2 separate regions of the Mus musculus genome follow, and region 1 is linked to region 2. Evidence: chromatin contacts called from public Hi-C data. All regions are on one chromosome and are shown on one strand. Each heading gives the region's core, a stretch centred on a gene start, on an enhancer-like site or on the middle of the called end of the contact. The rest is flanking DNA. Distances are from core to core; before and after follow the strand shown.

Region 1 (4,799 bases), core at 782-3,281, 190 kb after region 2:
TACCTCAGACCCACCTGGGGAAGTGACCTCTAGGGCCACTTTCCTGGATTCTTGCACGTCGGCAGGCCCTTAAGTTTCATTTTTCTCCTGCCCTGTGATTCTCTCCTCTCTTTCTCCCAGCCCCTTGCCTGTGGAATCTAAAAGTCCTGCCTCTGTCTTCCAGCCCAGCCATTGGATGTATGGCAATTCTTTATTATCAACTGAAGCCAGCAGGGGGCAGTGACTCTCAGGGCTGGAAGCACAGCTTTTTGGGAGCCAAAATAAGACAAGCATTAGAATCTATCTCACTTTTTCTGTCCAAATTAAAAAACAAACCCAAAAACCTCTTCTCTTAGATATAAATTGAACATAACCATAACAATTGTATAGATAACAAACTATAATATATAATTAACATCCAGTCCATTATAATTGTCAAATAAAGCACTCTATCATCTGTCCTAACTTAAAGAGCTTACAAGTCTATATCTAAGTTTTGAAGATAAAACTTTTAGCAATCAGGCTGTGTAATCTAACTGGATTGTCTACAGGGGTTTAAGTGTCCTAAGTAATTCATTACTACCTGTGTTGTTTAGAACAAGAACGATTCATGTTTGAGTACTGGTAGGGCTGTTTGGATAGGATTGGGAGACCTGGTCTTGTTGGAGGGGGTGTCACTGAGGGCAGGCTTAGAGGTTTCAAAAGACCAGTCCATCCCAGTTTCTTTTGTTCCTTTGCTCCACCACCCTGAACTTTAATCCCCTGAAACTGTAGCCAAATTAAACACTTTCCAAGTTGCCTTGGTCTTGGTATTTTATCACAGCAACAGAAAGATTAGACACAAAGTGATTAACATATTATCTGTAATTTTTTCTAAGTCTAGCAAGTGCTCCATTTCAAAGAGCACTGAGGGCCAGAAAAACTCATCTGTGGGTGAAGACCTTAATCATAGTTCAATTCCCAGAACCCATGCACCCATGTAAGGTAGAACAAGAACCAATGTGACTGTCCCCTGACTCTCCCCCCAAAAAATAATTTTTTAAAAAAGCATCCTGTGCCGGGCGGTGGTGGCGCACGCCTTTAATCCCAGCACTTGGAAGGCAGAGGCAGGCGGATCTCTGAGTTCGAGGCCAGCCTGGTCTACAGAGTGAGTTCCAGGACAGCCAGAGCTATACAGAGAAACCCTGTCTCGAAAAACCATCCTGAACTCCAGAGATGTTAAATAATTTCTTACAGGATTAAAACCTAGGTCCTCAGACTTCTAACCCACCAGTGGAAGCCGAGGATGATACTCATGATTCAATATTTTAAAAAAGATTGATTCTGAATTACTTGTGTGTGTGTGTGTGTGTGTGTGTGTGTGTGTGTGTGTGTGTGTGTGTGTGTGTGTGTGTGTGTGTGTGTGTGTGTGTGGAGCTGGAATTACAGGCGGTTGTGAGCTGCCTGAAGTAGATGCTAGGTACCAAACTTGGGTCCTCTGCTTAACCACTGAGCCACTTCTCCAGCCCCATGATTTGATCTTTACAGCAGATAATTACCATGAAGTCTAAAAGTAAAACTTGGTTTTACCCTTCACAAGAAAAGCAGATAACACACTTTTAAAGGATTATTATGACCCTCTAAATATTAACCTGTGTTCAAAGAACTTGTTCATGAATCCCGTGTCACTCAATTACACCTTACAGCCTGGAGTATGTAAAACTGTCTCAAAACAAAACAAAACCCAAAATGAGTCACTGGAAAGACGGTCAATGCTTTTGTCTAAGTGCAGCTTGTTTGGTCCCAGCACTCATGTCAGGTGGCTCACAACTGTCTATAACTCCAGCTTCAGGAGACCTGATGCCTTTGGCTTCTCTGGGCATCAGTTAAGTAACGAAACAAAACATCATCTGAGACACACACACACACACACACCAAAACAAAACAAAAAACAAATAGAAAGAGTATACAAACACAGGGACTTCCCCCAGCTCCTCCTCTCTGGATCTGGAGCCTCACAGTAGCTCCGAGCTGGCCTTAAACTTGCTTTGTTTGATGAGAATGACCTTCAGTGTGAGTCACCTGCTCCTCCTCCTCCCTCTAAGAAGTGTTAGGCTGTAGGTGGGAGGGTGCTCAGTTTTAAGACTAAATCTATGGCTCCTGAGCCCCATGAGGCAGAGGCAGATTTCCCCACGATAAGTCGAAGGCTCTGGCTAAGCTGCAAAGACTCTTGAGACCCTGCTTCAGTAACAAGACAGTTGACTCTCCAAGGCAGCAACCATTAAGTCACCTAAACTCTTAATAGGGAGGTAACAGCAATGTTTACAAAATTACTTACTACTCCAATGTGGCAAAGTAAAACTGAACTCTGAGGGTTGATATCAAGTGCTTTCTGGAAATGCATTTCTGCGAGGCTGAACTTCTCTTGCTTGTAATAAATCATTCCTAAACCATACCTGAAATTATAAGAAAGTATGATTTTAAGGACACAAGTTTTGGCTTCATATAATAAGACAGTTTGGGTATCTGGCATTTCAATACACAATGGGAAAAAATAATGGACAAAAAATATTAGTTATAATAATAATCAATGAAACATTTTAGAAGATACATTTTTATAAGTGTAAACAGTAAATTACCCAAACAGGCAAAACTATGATAGAGAAAAGAAGCCACATCTTGAAACTCACCACTCTAATGTAGACAGAACAGCCAATTCCTGCAGTGATTATATATGTAGCAAGCACTTTGCTAAATTATTCCCTTTTCTTTTCTTTTCTTTTCTTTTTTTTTTTAGACAGGGTTTCTCTGTGTGGCCCTGGCTATACTGCCTCACAGAGATCTGCCTGCCTCTGGCTCCCCAGTGCTGGGACTAAAGGGGCACAACACCACTGCCCAGCCTAAATTATTATTTTTTTAATATGCCTAAACTTGTCCTCAATTTCTGGCTCAAGCAATCTTCCAGTCTCCTCCCAAATAGCTGGGAAATAATTGCATGTTCCACTAAGGCTGTCTGGTTCTGGAAACTCAATCTATTTCTTTCTCTACATCATATTTTATTGTATGTAGACCCAAATTGTTTATACAGCAATATAACTTACATATTAAATAAAATACTTTAATAGGGTGGTTTAAACAAAAGAAAAAATGGAGTGGGGATTGCAGGTTAGAAAAACTCTTCTTCCAGAACATTTTTGTTTTGTTTTTTTAATACAGGGCTGCTCTGTGTAACCCTGGTTGTCCTGGAACTCATCCTGTAGACTAGGCTAGCCTCAAACTCAAAGATCCGCCTGGCCTGCCTCTGCCTCCCCAGGGCTGGGACTAAAGGTATGTGCCACTCTCACCTGGGTGAATGTAACAAATCCATTCACTGACTATGTTTAGTTTCTTTTTTCTTTTTAAAGATTTATTTATTTATTATTAGACATAAGTACACTGTAGCTGTCTTCAGACACACCAGAAGAGGGTGTCAGATCTCATTACGAGGAGTGCTTGTGAGCCACCATGTGGTTGCTGGGAATTGAACTCAGGACCTTCGGAACAGCAGTCGGTGCTCTTACCTGCTGAGCCATCTCACCAGCCCCTATTTTTAGTTTCTATTGGGCTAATGGTTCATAAGATTAAAAAAGAAAGACCAACTTTTCATAATCACCGTCTCAAAGGAATATCGTATCATTTGTAAAGTTAAAAATGGCTCTTGGTTTATAAAGGAAGTGGAATCCACACATCCACCGCAAAAAACCAAACAGAACAACAACAAACAACTTACAAGTTGAAACAGAAAAATATAAGTCTTATATCTGCTTCCTCAACTCATATATCCTTTTGCCCAAACTCTGCCCTTTTTCTTATTACCTAATAGTACTTTTTCTTGGCTCCTTTCTAAATTTTTTAGACTTTACCTACATTTAGACATGTTCACACATATATTAATATACTACAGACTTTGATCTTTCCTATGATTTCTTTATGTTTTATTATTCATAAATGTTTGGTCTGTGAACTATTTATTTAAGAGAGGAAATAAATGCAGTCTAGAGGGGCTGGTCTCCAATTCACTATGTTGCCAAAGATAACCCTAACCTTTTTGTTTTGTTTTGTTTCAAGATGGGGTTTTCTCTGTGTAGCCCTGGCTGTCCTGGAGCTCACTTTGTAGACCAGGCTGGCCTTGAACTTAGAAATCCACCTACCTCTGCCGCGCAAGTTGCTAGGATTAACTTTTGCCACCACTACCTGGCAACCCCGAACTTCTGATCCCTGTTTCTACCTCACCAGTACTGGGATTACAGCATAAACCATTAAACCTTATCAGTATATATGGTTCAGGGGCTAGAATAGGATCCAGGGCTTTATGTCTGGTAAGAGGCAAGCATCAGCTTCTACCTCCAGGATCCTACTCAGTTCCTGTTCCTGACTTCCTCTGAAAATTAACAGTAATATTGAAGTGTAAGTCAAATAAGCCCCTTCTTCCCTACTTGCTTTTTGGCAATGATATTTGTTGCAGCAATAGTAACCCTAACTAAGACATCAGGCATGTATGTGGCAATACATAATACACACACATATAAAAGCATTACAGGCATACCTATTAAAAAAAAATCTTATAAAGAAAAAAAGTGGGTAAAGGCGCCTGTTGCCAAACCTGGCAAGCCCAGATCATCCCTGGAGAAGGACCAACCCTTGACATTATGTTCTAACCTCCATGTGTGTTGTGGCCCACAGAGCCTATACATACACAATACACACATGCAAACAAATTAAATGAAATAAATAAAATGATCTTTAGTAAGACTTTGTCTCTTCACTTACCATGCATTGTAATGTCTGGGATTTACTCTTAT
Region 2 (5,463 bases), core at 126-2,625:
ATATCAAACACGTCCCGGGTGGAGGCAGTGTGAGTACTGTCGCAGTCTCCATGAGGTGTGCTGCAGCCTTTGCTGTAACAAGTGTCATGAGTGTGTCCTTGTGAGACATTGCATAGAATAAATCATCTAGGGCTCAGGACCTCCTGTGTCCCCACAGTGTCTGCTGTCCCCAGACTCCCCTCCCTGTTCCATGGATGGCCCAGCAAAGTAGGGAGAGCAACCCGTTCCAGCTGGCCCTTCTCTGAGTAGCTGGGTCCCCATGGTACCATGTATGTGTTCCTAGAAGCCCCGTAGATATTGGAAATGGGGTTGAAGACAGTGCATCCATGATGTGGGCTGACACCTCTTCCCTCATCTCTGGGGCAGTCTCTGTTGGTTGGGGAGTGGGGAGTCCATATGATCCCACTAGACACTAGGACTTCCTGTTTCATGTCAAGGTCCAAAAGGCCCCTAGCCACTTCTCCATTTTTCATCTGGGTCTCCTTCATCTTTGAAGAGAGGAAAAGATTCCCAGTTCAATTTAGCACTCCCCTCCCCCCAGGACAGGGACTCTGGTTGCACAGAGCCTAACACCGAGGTGACAGGTGTCAGTTGCCTGCATTGTTTGCCAGAGAAGGGGTTTTAAATGTCTCCTCCTTTAAACACCACTGGGGACCCCCCCCCCCCCCCCCCCGCACATCCTCAGCGAGTCCCTGCAAAGAGATGTTCTTAGGTTCCCTCAATGGGCTTAGGGATTCCCTTTGTTCTCTTGGCTGGCCGGTGCCCAACAGGGCAGGATTTGTAAAGTGGCCCCAGGCTTCTCCCTGCCAGCTCCCCCTCCCCTGTTCTGGGTCAGTCCCAGAACGGACCTGGGCTCTCTGATTGAGCTGCAGGCTCCACCTCTCGAGCGTGCGTGCTGGAATGCAGGGGTGGGCTCTCTTTCCTGAAAGTGCCGAGCCCACAGGGTTTATTCTTGCAATGTGCTCCTGCCTCCGGCCCCGACACCTGCCCTGCCTTCTGCCTCTTGGACCGATGGCCCCAGAGCAGCAAGTGCTGGCCCTGTGGCTACTGCCTTCTCACGCTTACTCACCGTGTCTGCCTTTTCCTCTGTCCTCCACTCCCCGCTGGCCGATCCTGCCACCTCCCTTACTTGTTTTGCTTCCTAAGGAAAGGCGGGGCTGTTGGCTACACTGCGGTTACTGCCCTGCCTGCCGGTTGCCTTCTCAACGTATAGAAAGATATGGGTTGCGGGAAAGGGTGATCTTTAAGATCGCCGTCCTTGTCCCTGGGCTCTGTAATGTTGTTTATGATACGTTAGCTTCCCAGCCCAGGCTGCTGTGGTTAGGGAGGGAAGCCAGAAGTGTCTGGTTTTGCTCACGTCTGGTCTGTTGCTGGGTCTGAGCGCTCCAGCTCCCAAGGGCTGCAGAGGGCAGATGCTCCTGTAGGGGAAGTTGGGAAAAGGCAGCTCTCAGGGCAGCTCGGATCACATGCTGGTTGTCTGATGAGGCTGCAGTGCCTAGGGTATCAGGGAACTTTATAACTAAGGTGTACTGCAGTTTGCCAGCCTTTGAGCTAACCTGTGACCTTATATAGAATCACAAGATAGCCTGGCCTGTGGCCTGTGGCCACTGTTGACTACAGAATGGACCTGTGGAGAAAGCTTTCTTAGGGAGGGGGACTGGTGGCATTTGGGTTGTAGGATTCCAGGCTTCCCATCTAACTTGCTCCTGGCTCTCTCTAGGGTGGTGGGAACTGCAGCAGGGAAGCTGCTTCTCCATCTCCACCTCCTGGCTGGGCTGTGGCCTCCTCTCTCGGGCTGCTCTGTGGGATCTAGTACCCTAGTCAGCTGCTCCCCCATTCCTTTCTTCTCTGGCTATCCCAAGCTTCCAACATCTCCTGTCCCCCAACATACCCCCTGGTACTGACTCTCTAATGACTCTACCTGGGCTCTCCCATCATCACCTGCCCCAGAACTCCTACTGGCCTCTGGGTCTGTTTGCAGGAGGTCCTTGGGTTTATCTGCTCCTTACCCACCCTCCTCTGCAGGGGCAGGCTGACACCCTTATGACTTATGAGGCCATGGCCCTCCTCTTCCATCAGGTCTGTTAGCAGAACACACACACACACACACACACACCCCATAACACAAAACACCATCAGCCGTGAAAACGAGGGATTTATCCATTGAGACCTCCGTAGAAACCACTTTGCTTTATTGATTCTTGAACATGTGGCACCCCTCTCCCAGGACAGATGAGCCTCCTCACCCCTGGAATGACCATGGTCTGTATGGGAGACCCATGGGACTCTGCAAGTGGCAGCTAGTGACCAGCTAAGCTGTAAAACCACAGATCAGAGAGACAGGCTTCCAGGAGCCCCATCTGCCTGGGTGGTCTCCTTCAGAGTGTCCTGTCAGGAAAGCAACTGTCATTTTCCAGAGCACACATTACTGCTGGGCCACATGAAGGGCCCTTGGGCTGGCGGGTCCCCCCCACCCCCCTTCCCCAGTGTGTCCTGTCTGCTCACTCATGCTTGCTGAGACACTTACTGCAGCTGTGGTTTCTGCCGTGCGCCTGCCTTCTGTTGGTGTTGCTTCGCTCTTCTCAGTAGAGGCTGAAGTGTTCAGGAGACTATGTGTCCAGACACCAACTGGCTCTCCTTCTGGGTCATAGAGCTGGTCTGGGTCCTGTTTGCCGACTGGTAATCCAGGACCATGGGAGCTTCCTGGGTGAAGCAGACTCACCCTCACCAGCTTCTCCTGAGTCTTTTTCTGAGGAGAAGATGCAGGGCTGTGAAGGCTTCTTCCTCCACTGGGTGTCATTGGCCTTTCATCAATAAAACGATGTATGCTTTTATATTTAAGTGTCTGCTACAGAGATGGTCACGTACAAGGACCAGGCACCTGCTTTTCCATGAGAGTGTCTTGTGTTTCTGGGATGTTTAGGTCCCTAAGCTTCCTGGTGAGGACCCAGCTCCCTGGGGGGTGGGGGGTGGCTGGATTTGGGGAGCCTATTTTCCATCCTGAGTGGGGGTGTATGCAGCAGCTGATGGGAGCCACTGACAAATGGTCCATCAGCCTTTGTGCTGTGTTACACCCCTAGTAACATAACCCCCTTTATTCTCTCTCTCGCCCATCCTCTTTGACCTGCAGGTGCAAATAGTCTACAAGCCGGTGGACCTGAGCAAAGTGACCTCCAAGTGTGGCTCGTTAGGGAACATCCATCACAAGCCAGGTAGCACTTGAGGAAGACAGGCTTTGGGACAGGAGTGCTGGCTGGAGTGGGGGGTGCTTCCTAGAATAGGCCAACCTGGGCAGTGAATGTTAAATGTGAAAGTACTGTGTGGCCTTGGACCTGGGTCTGTCTCTGTTGTGAGCCTAGACAAGGGGTGGAGGAAATGGTTTTATATCCCATCCTGTGGCTCTCCAGAAAAGTCTGTATAAAAGGACCAGCCATGGGTTTGATTGGGTCCCTCCCACCCCCAAAGGCCGGCTCTGTGAACATCTCAGCTTTGTCACAGCCAACATGGGGGACACTTCAATTGCATCAGCTATAACATGAGAACTTTTGGGCTGTTGTCTCATCTTCGCTGTAACATTGTTCAAAGAAAGCATTCTTCCCAGGAAAACAGGCCAGGTCACTCCCTCTCCTGCTATACCCTAGTGTGGTGACCTGAGCCACAGGGGAGGTTAGGGTGTCTCTCCTCATGGTGCATTTGACAGGCGGTTTGATTCCAAGGTCTTGAGGGGCTGTGGCTTACAGAATGTTCCTAAGTAAATCTCCACAGCTGGAAGGCATCCGGCTTAAAATTTAGTGTGCCTTCTCTTGGCCATGCTTCCTGTACCACTGAACGATCTCAGGAGGAAGATTCTGCAGGGTAAATATCCCATGTACACGGTCTCGATCAGAGAAGAGGCAGGTAGTTTGCAAGCCCTAAAAAGGGCTTCCTGTGGCTAAACCTCTTTCTAGATAAAGGAGAGCCCTGGCATCTCCTGAGGATGGGTTGTTCTTTGGATCCCTGGCCCAGCCTGTGTGGAGCCAGTGGGGATGTCTTATACCTGATGGTCCCCTCCTGAATGGTGGGTGATACCTGACCTACTTTTTTTTTTTTTAATCAAGTCTCCAGCAGCCCGGAGCACTTCGCTCTGCCTGCTGTGAGCTCACTTAACATATGCTAAGTCCTCCAGACCACAGACTAGGGCAAGAGGCTCATGTGGGTTGTGTTCCAGGAGGTGGCCAGGTGGAAGTAAAATCAGAGAAGCTGGACTTCAAGGACAGAGTCCAGTCGAAGATTGGCTCCTTGGATAATATCACCCACGTCCCTGGAGGAGGGAATAAGAAGGTAAGGGGGTCAAATGGGAGGTCATACGGGGATAAGAGGGCTAGCAGAGTGGATGAAGACTTCAACCTCTGGGTCCTGTCCCCTTTTGGAGGTAGCATATCATCATATCCTGCATATCAGATATTTGCATCATGATTCATAACAGTAGCAAGATTACAGTTATGAAGTAGCAAGGACATAATTTTATGGTGTGTGTGTGGGGGGCATCACCACGGCATGAGGAACTATATTAAAGGGCTGCAGCATTAGGAGGGTTATCCTAGAGGGTCCTCTATGGACTCTCTGGAGATAGAGTTTCACCCTCACCTTGGTGTACCAAGAACAAGGCAGAAGATCAAAGGCAGATCTTTCCCACTAGTTACCAGAGGGCTAGAGCAAAGTCTGAGCTGACTGAGGCCGTGGTCAGCTGTCAGGGAGGTTGTCTGGCATCCCCAGAAGGTCATGCCTCAGGTTGCCATCTCATGCTTTCTACTACTTCCTCTTGGACTCCTGGTTATGGCATTGTTCCCTCGTCATCGTGTGTGGTGTGTGTGTGTGTGTGTGTGTGTGTGTGTGTGTGTGTTACATGCACATGAGTATACCGGTGAGCACACCCATGCACCTGTGTACAGAGGCCAGAGCAGAACATCAGGTGTCTTCCCCTTTCCCTCTGGAGACAGTGTCCTGAACCAGAAGCTTGCTGTTTTTGCTAAGCTCAGTGAGCTCCTGGGATGGACCTGGTTGCATCCCTCAATGCTGAGGTTAAAGTCTACAGGCTCAGTGAGATGGCTCCGTGGGTAAGAGCACCCGACTGCTCTTCCGAAGGTCCAGAGTTCAAATCCCAGCAACCACATGGTGGCTCACAACCATCTGTAACGAGATCTGACACCCTCTTCTGGTGTGTCTGAAGATAGCTACAGTGTACTTACATGTAATAAATAAATAAATCTTAAAAAAAAAAAAAAGGCTACAGGCATGCACAGCCAAGCTCTGCTTTTTTCTTTGGGTGCCAAGGAATTGAACTCAGGCTTTTGTGTTTGCAGAGCAAGCACTCCTACCTATCTCCCCAGTCCGATGACATCATTTAAGAAGGACTTTTTGGTAAACCCAGAGGCAGGTGGATTTCTGAGAGAGAGAAAGAGAGAAAGAGAGAGAGAGAGTCAC

Evidence for each region. A called contact is a pair of places that touch in the nucleus more often than the background predicts.
Region 1: a Hi-C map of granulosa cells shows a contact between it and region 2, with 1.9 times the contacts expected there. The contact joins two enhancer-like sites. A contact is called at or near these places in 2 of 15 datasets of contacts at CTCF or cohesin (pro-B cells and stem cell-derived epiblast-like cells), 39 of 484 Hi-C or Micro-C datasets (the 3T3-L1 cell line, 3T3-L1-derived adipocytes, the AML12 cell line and 28 more), 8 of 115 datasets of contacts at active chromatin or transcription factors (astrocytes, bone marrow-derived macrophages, craniofacial prominence and 4 more) and 4 of 9 other capture datasets (adipose tissue, embryonic stem cells, liver and 1 more).

Annotation. Positions count from the first base shown.
Region 1 is chr11:104,510,605-104,515,403 of GRCm38.p6, forward strand. It overlaps Cdc27 (cell division cycle 27), which reads right to left. Exons shown (of 19, transcript NM_145436.2): 14 at 4,768-4,799; 15 at 2,297-2,414. Among named protein-coding and RNA genes, the nearest start is that of Cdc27, 38 kb to the right of the region's middle. Within about 2 kb of position 2,032, at least 8 of the 459 cell types and tissues checked have an H3K27ac peak or open chromatin away from gene starts, as enhancers often do. A contact at or near this core is called in granulosa cells, where this site is marked.
Region 2 is chr11:104,318,221-104,323,683 of GRCm38.p6, forward strand. It overlaps Mapt (microtubule-associated protein tau), which reads left to right. Exons shown (of 12, transcript NM_001038609.2): 9 at 1-29; 10 at 3,131-3,212; 11 at 4,208-4,320. Among named protein-coding and RNA genes, the nearest start is that of Mapt, 90 kb to the left of the region's middle. Within about 2 kb of position 1,376, at least 133 of the 459 cell types and tissues checked have an H3K27ac peak or open chromatin away from gene starts, as enhancers often do. A contact at or near this core is called in granulosa cells, where this site is marked.